2 separate regions of the Mus musculus genome follow, and region 1 is linked to region 2. Evidence: chromatin contacts called from public Hi-C data. All regions are on one chromosome and are shown on one strand. Each heading gives the region's core, a stretch centred on a gene start, on an enhancer-like site or on the middle of the called end of the contact. The rest is flanking DNA. Distances are from core to core; before and after follow the strand shown. Region 1 holds the start of Stk33 (serine/threonine kinase 33). Region 2 has its middle 9.2 kb from the start of Gm51463.

Region 1 (3,938 bases), core at 1,000-3,499, 160 kb before region 2:
TAAAACTTATTTATTTTTATTATTGTGTCTGCACATGTGTGCACATGTGCTTGTGCCACGGTGCATGTATGGAGGTCAGAGGACAACATGCAGGTGTTGGCTTTCTCTTACCTTTGCATGTGTTCTGGGAATGGGACAGGTTGTCAGGATTGGTATCTTTATCTACTCAGTGTCTTTATCTACCAAGCCGTGCTTGCAAGCCACTGATATCGTTTCTTAATATAAGCAAATGGAGCAAGGCTGATGCTAAAGACTTGCGATAGGCAGAGTTCCAAGGGGAAGATAAGGTGGTACACTCAGCCTTAAACATTTTGGAGGGTATCAGTGAGACAGCTCAGTGGGTAGAGGTTGCACATATGCAGGCCTGAACTTGTTTGAACTGCAAATCCCACAAGGTGGCAGGAGAGAACTGAGCCCCAAGAGTTGTCCTCTGATCTCCATATAAACACGGCAGAGATACATGTTCATATGCACCCAAATAAATGGACCTGTGTGTATGTGTGTATGTGTGCGTGTGTGCGTGTGTGCGTGTGTGTGCGTGTGTGTGTTTAGGCTAGAAGTCAGCTTTAGGTGGTGTTGTTCCAAGGAACTGTCAACTTTGGTTTTTGACTGCTCACTGGTCTGAAACTTACCAATTAGTCTATGATAGCTGGCCAGTAAGCCTCAGGAAACCTCCTGTCTCTACCTCCTTAGTGCTGGGATTATTAGCATGTGCCTCTGTGCCCAGTTTTCAATTTATTTTTTTTAACTTGGGTTCTGGGAATCAACCTCAGGTACTCATGCTTGAAGTCAGTATTTTATCAACTGAAACTATCTTCCCAGACTACAAACACAGTGTGCTTCGATGGTCTGACCCAACTCAGAAAAAACAAAACAAAACAAAACAAAACCCTAGCCTACTGGTTCCTAACCAGTGCTAGAAACACATACACACACACACACACACACACACACACCTACCCACCCGTTCAAAACTGGGACCTATTTAATCAGAATCTCTGAGTGTATAATTTGTGAATCTACACTTAAACACAAAATAAAGTAAAACAAAAATTCCCGGTAGATGTCTGGTGTTGAGCAAGTTTGGGCATCACTGACAGACTGCAGGGGAGGACTCACCAGCATGCCTTTCCAACAATTCTTCCTACCAGTGTTGTCCCTTAACTAGGCTTTGTCAGATGTTTGAAGTTGTTTTTTGGAAGGGTCCGGAGTCTAAAAGCCTTCGTAGGGGTTTGTTAAAGGCGGATCCATGCATGTCACAGTTCAGTGAAGCAGATAGTAGTTTATCTCCTCAAACTCATGCTCAGACTTAGGCTTGGATGGGCAATCATGCCATCTTTCTATACAGGCAAGGGGGACATACAGAGTGCAAATTCTCACATCTCTTCCAGACTCTTGTTAGACGATAGTTCTGTAATTTTCCAGAACATTGCTTGGCCAAGATCCCAAAGTTCTATTAATATAGTACATGGCAGGGAGTATTTGTGGTTGAAAAATGGTTTCCAAAATGAAGTTACCAACTACTTGTGCCCATTTTGAGCACTTTTTTCCCTCCTATGAAAGCAACAGGATTAAGTAGTTGCCAAATGTACACCTGTAAGCAATAAAATTAATTGCTTTGCTGTACTGTTACTGGCTATCAATCACCTTAATTTTAGAAGACATCTGCCTTGAATAATTATGCTAGTCCAAGTAGAGTTGAATTTCTTCCCGACAGCTGCTGGAGAGAGGACCCGCCCACAGAAGCCATTCCTAGTTCAGATCAATAATAGAACATTAGCATACAGCTGTAGCCAGCTTTTCACGGCTCCATTGCTTGCGACATACATTGGAGATGGTCCCACAGAGGCTTGGGACAAGTCTAGAGATATGTTATTTGACTCGTCACGGGCCACTTCAGCCTTTCTGTGAGGATCCACACCCAGCTCTCAGCAGAGACGCCCTGACCACGTTCACATCGTATGAGGCCCCCTGGACGGGCGAGCCTCGCCGCACGAGCACCGGCCGCCTGGGCCATGACTGAGAATAAGTCGGAACATCCCGTCACGATAGCGACAGTGCTGTTGAAAAGCGTTTTACTTGACACGGTGCTCGAGGCAGGCTTCCCCGCTCCGTGTCTGGGGTGCGGCCCGCGGAGACCAGGCTCCCGGGCACGCGGGCGCCGTTGTGCGGCCCCCGCTCTCCTCACAGGCCTCACTTGCGCGCGGAAGGCTGGGGCTTCGCGTTTGCTGTCGCGCTTTGTCCCGGTGCAGACCCCGTCCACCTCCTGGGTCGGCATCCCGGGCCTTAGAAAAGTTCAGCTTCTTTAGGTGTGGCGTTCGGGGCTGGGGGACCACTCGGGTCCAAGTGTGTGCCTCTGTCAGGGGCAGCCCGCCGGCCGTTGTGGTGAGTGGCCTCGCAACGCTGACTCGCCCTACCCTGAGGGAAAAGGTGGGCGGGAGGGTTAGGCAGCCTTCGAGCCCCGTTGCTATGACAACCGCAGGCAAACGGGCCTCAGGGCTCCAGCCAGCGGTCGGCCAGGCGTCCTGCGCGGAGGAGGGTCCTGGGGATGATCACGGACCCTTTTAGGAGTCTCGGGGGACCCAAACACCCGGGACCTCATTTTCCCCTGGTCTGGTGTTTGGGGTGGTCCCTTGCTGCTTGGGTCCATCTTCACTTCCTCACTCCCATCCCATGTTCGCTACAGGAAACATTTTTGAAAGTTTAATGTGATCTCACTCAGGGTAAGTGTGTGTGTGTGTGTGTGTGTGTGGGAAAACGTCCTTAAAAGCCATGGAGTTGTAAGGGCTTGGTGTCTTTTTAATTTCCTAAGAGCCTGACATCTACTAGGACCTCGTTATGTGGTAGCTTCTTAAGTCTTTTTCCTTGCACAGAGTGGATGCTCAGGAGGCAGGGCGATGTTAAGAGCAGTCTCCAGATGATTCTGAGGACAGGGAATTTAAACCTGCTGTCTCTGTTTCCTAGACGCACGTTAGAATTTCTCACACCGTTGTCGGGTGAAATGAGCCTGTATGTGGTATTGCCCTGTGAATGACAAATAGAAAGTGGTTAAGTTAGTTGTAGGGGATAATTGCACATTCGGGGTGCTCCTCACGCCTAACCACAGCGGAGGAACCTTGCCCCCCCCCCCCCCCGCTGTTTTTTGGTCTGACAACCCACCTTCAACATCAGAGCAAGATCAAGCCAGCCTATGTAGGAGGAAGGATCTGCGAATGGAATGCCAAAGCAACAGATTTTGAACTTAAGCTTGCTCTCCTTGTTCTCCAGGTCATGTCTTCAAATTGTGAGCACCACACCGAGATACTACATATCTAAAAGTCTAGTCTGTGTAAGCCACCAGTGTTCTTTTCCTAATGAATCATATATCTATATCATTTTCAAGCCAGGAATCTTGCCCTCATCAGTACCCATTTCCCTTTCTCCTATGTCCATACTGCCATGACTTTGTGTTCATTTTGTCTTCAAACCAAATATCAGATCTAACCACTTCTGTTTCTTCTTCTATCACCCTAGTCTGGGCTACCATGCTCTTACTGTGTCTCTTGAAGTTACCTTCTAATTGGTCTGAAGTCAGTGTCCCATTTTAAAGTATTCCTATTTTATCTCTTGCTCTACAGCAGGAACAATATTTAAAATTTACAAATTGATTATGCTGAGCCAGAAAAATGGCTCCTTGGGTAAATAAATGTGCTTACCACCAAGTCCGATGACACAAAATTGATCCCCAGGACCCACGTGTTGGAAGGAGAGAACAGACTCCACAAATTGTACACAAAATAGATACATAATACATACATACATACATACATACATACACACACACACACACACACACACACACACACACACACACAGCACACAGGGAGGCCCTGAATTCAATCCTAGCACTCTAAATAAATACATAAGTAAATAAATAAATTTAGGCCAGGCCTTATGGC
Region 2 (3,794 bases), core at 483-2,982:
AGGTACATGCTTTTAATCCCAGCACTTGGGAGGCAGAAGCAAGTGGATCTCCGTGAGTTTGAGGCCAGCCTGGTCTACACAGTGAGATCCAGGACATCCAGGGTCATATAGAGACCCTGTCTCAAACAAACAAACACAGAAAAATAAAATTAAAACCAACAAAACGAGGTGGAGAACAGTTGAAAAAGATACCCAGTGTCACCTTTGGGTCTACACATGCACACATGAGCATATATGTACACTCATGACAAAAAATACCACACACCATATCACACAGAGAAAAAAAAAGGAAAAAAAAAAGAAACTAAATTGGGAGTTGACAGTCTCTTCAAGGGCTTCTGCCTTGGGGGTTATATTTGCAGGTCTCGGGGGGCTCATATTCCATCTCCTAAACTTGATGTCTCCTCAAGGGTTTGGTGAGGCAGCCTTGAAGATACAGACCATCTATCCATGGAAGACCCTGGCCCAACAGCTCAGGGGAGGGCTCTCTTGCAGGGGACTACTCTAGGAGGTGGAGGGTGATGTTGGACGAGCTACACACCTTCATCCTGACGGAAAGAGCAGGGGCCAGGGCATGGCTCTGAAGGGCCAGCTGTGGGTCTTCCTGTAGGAACAATAGCAGCTTTGATTCTGCCCAGTGTGTTTGCATCTTTTCTCATCACACACCAGGCAAGGCTAGTGTCTTTCTGTCATAGCATACATTCTGTCAGCCCTCTAACAAGAGAAGGTGGCCTATAACGTACCTTCCTCTGACTAGGATGGAGCATTAAATAGAATTTATGTCACTCTTGAGAGAGAATGGCTGTATCACTTCTATTTATTTATTCACATGGAAGCCATGGAGCACAGACTGTCTCTGGTCTTTTTTTCTAACTGATGCCCCTGTTTAGTGTCTGAGCTCCAATGCTCTTCTGTTTGCATTTACCTCCATGGGTATGGAAAACCAGTTTCTTCAAGGCACACCTTCTTCCCATGGCCAGTGGGCTAACTCTGAGGCTCAACACCAATCTCTCTGGGCCCCATGGCATAGAGACCTGAATTTGGCTGTTACTTGGAGGGACACCCTCCACCTAGGACAGTACAGAACAAGTGTGATCTCCAAGGAGAGCAAAGACTGGCCAACACCCTCACTTGAGTGGTAGGTAAGAGACAAAGAATTGCAAACAGAGGAATGCAGGCCTAGAGCTGGGGAGCAGTGCAGCTGAGAATGGAGAAGAGCCTCAGGAAAGGAAGAAGAACAAGGAACAAGAGGAAAAGTGTGCGCTCTACGAAAACAGATGCCAGAAAGCCCAGAGACAGATGTCAGGGGTAGGAACGCCACTCAAGGACAGTATGTTCTTCAGGCAGGTGACATCAGATGAGCCCCCTCCACAGTCTGTACACAAGCAAAACCAGACAGGCCAAAGAGACAAAGACCAGGCAAATAGAAGCTGAGAGAAACTGGGGTTTTAAGAGTTAGCCACAAAATGAGCCTCAATTTCTTATTAGAAATGTTGGGGAGGGGGAAGCAGATAAAAAAAAAGCTACTGTGTGCTTATCATAGAAATACTTTGTTTAAATAATTCTATTTGACTCTAAAATGTAAGTTCCAGGTTGGACAGACCAAAGCCAGTCAGTCTTGAAAATGAAGCTTTTTAAATTCCAGCCCTGCTGTTGGAACAGACAATAAAGGCTTTGTTCAAACAGGTATTCCCAGCAGGAAGCCTGGCTTTGAAATTGGCCAGAGAAGTTGTGTCTTATAAAGGCTGCACTTGGCTGGAGGCCAAGAAGCTGTGGCCTCTGGGAAATGACCCTGGGCTGCTGCTGTGGTTTGAATATGAAATATCCCGCAAGTGACAAGTGTTTGAACATTTGGTGGCGCTGTCTGTTGTAGCACCTTTAAGGGGTTGTGTGGCCTTGCTGGAGGAAGTCACTCAGGGCAGTCTTGGAGTCTTATAACTTGGTCCCACTTCCTGACTGCAGATGCAATGGGTCCAGCCAGGCCCCCGCCCTTTCTCTGCCATGTGTCTTCCCTTGCTATGGTTGTATATCTCTTCTCAAGCTGTAAGCCAGAAGCCAGAATAAGGAGGAAAGTCACCAATAGAGTTGGGTGTTCTCTACCTGCCCTTCTAAAATGTCCTCCCTGCTATGCCATCTCTGCCGAGCTTTAGGGACAGCAGTATTGGGCTCCCCCAGCCCCTGGATCACTTGGGACTGGAGATCCCGACATTGGTACCTCCCCTACCGCTGCCCATGTCCCTGCCTGTGGGACTGCTGGGCTTTGTGTGTGTCTCTTTTGATGGCACCCTCTTGCAGGCATGCTGCTGGTGGGGGCCTTCAGGGAAAGGCCAGTGCCATGAGCCAGGAACAGCAACTCCCTCAGCCCCTTCAGAAGCCAGCCCTTCATCCAGCATTCTCCCTCCCATCCTGGTGTACCACCTTCTTGGATCTTGGTGATTCAGTGCAACCCAGACTCTGCCCTCGGTCACCCCTCAGGTGTCTTGACCTAGGACAGCTTGTTCTTGGTTGCCAGGCTCCTACCGAATTACAGGAAAGTCAGAAGCACAAAGCCCAGATGAGTCCTTCCTGAAGACACGATGTACTTGGATAGCCACAGGGACTGGAGGAGGGACACAGGGGTGCTGTTCCTGGGGTTGGAGCCAGGCCAGTGAACCTCAGGTCTAAAATGGCCTAGATGCTGGCTTCCATATTTATGTGCACACGTACACATGTACTCACACAAATGTACACACACACACACACACACACACACACAGATGCAGCCCCCATAGATATGCACAGATGAACTCCGGGGAACTTGCAGTGAGTCAGAAGCCTGGGCTGGGCTTCTCCACCCTCTCTTTCTCTGAGCACTAAAATCTCCTTACAAAAGCCTTTTAAACTAAAACACCACTATTCAAAGGCCTCACATAATTCAGCTTTCCTCTTCAGAATCATATTTTTCTGAGCAAGCCAGTTTTGAACTGATTTTGATTTCCGTGCCGTGTATTGTTACCACTTAATTCTCGTTGGTGAGCCAATTTTCTCTGCCTTTGTTCTTCAAAGGAAAGCCACATTGAGTGGCTGCCTTGCATTTGTGTGTGCCTCGCTATGCCAGTCCTCAGCATTTCCCTAAGTTTCCCAGTGCAGCCTTCCAGGGGCCCAGGCATGGTGGGTCCTCCCAGCTCTGCCCGGCCGATGGTCAGCCTCACTTTGAACAGCAGTACAAAGCAGGAAGTGGGATACTAAGAAGATGAATGGTGCCATTGCCCAGGCACTTTCCCTGGCACCATGCTCCCCAGAGCTGAACCAAGCATAAGAGCTAGACTCTGGGGAAGGGATGACAGCCTCAGAGGTCCTCATCCCCCTAACCCAGCATCAGGCCCTGTGGAAGCAACATAAAGGACAGATGGTATTTATTAAGTTAAATTTAATTGCTAGGAAGCAAACATGAGGACCCCAGTTCACATCCCCAGGACACACATGAGAACTGTGGATGGTGCCATACATCTGTAACCCCAGTGTTGGGCAAACAGGACAGGTGGATCACCAGAGCTTGCGGACTAGCCAGCTATCCAATCAGTGGCCTCTGGGCTCAGTGAGAGACCTGTCTCAATCAATAAGGTTTAGAGTGGTAGAAGAAAGATAATTGATATCAACCCCTGGCCTGAACATGCAGGCGCACACATGTGCACATACACAAACATGAGCACCCAACACACTATATGTACACAAAAAGTAAAACAAATCAGAAGATAGAAGACCTCATCTTTTCTCCTAAGCCAAACTTACAGCACCACAGACCGGATGTTACC

Evidence for each region. A called contact is a pair of places that touch in the nucleus more often than the background predicts.
Region 1: a contact with region 2 is called in a Hi-C map of group 2 innate lymphoid cells, with 2.8 times the contacts expected there. The contact joins the promoter of Stk33 here to the enhancer-like site in region 2. A contact is called at or near these places in 10 of 39 promoter capture datasets (the 3T3-L1 cell line, the C10 cell line, cranial neural crest and 5 more), 2 of 484 Hi-C or Micro-C datasets (Th1 cells and group 2 innate lymphoid cells), 1 of 115 datasets of contacts at active chromatin or transcription factors (embryonic basal ganglia) and 2 of 9 other capture datasets (adipose tissue and liver).

Annotation. Positions count from the first base shown.
Region 1 is chr7:109,437,364-109,441,301 of GRCm38.p6, reverse strand. Stk33 (serine/threonine kinase 33) reads left to right here and starts at 2,249. Exons shown (of 14, transcript NM_054103.1): 1 at 2,249-2,385. It overlaps 1700095J03Rik (RIKEN cDNA 1700095J03 gene), which reads right to left and starts at 2,684. Exons shown (of 2, transcript NR_152110.1): 1 at 1,120-2,684.
Region 2 is chr7:109,274,834-109,278,627 of GRCm38.p6, reverse strand. No RefSeq gene overlaps it. Among named protein-coding and RNA genes, the nearest start is that of Gm51463, 9.2 kb to the right of the region's middle. Within about 2 kb of position 1,732, at least 24 of the 459 cell types and tissues checked have an H3K27ac peak or open chromatin away from gene starts, as enhancers often do. A contact at or near this core is called in neural stem cells, where this site is marked.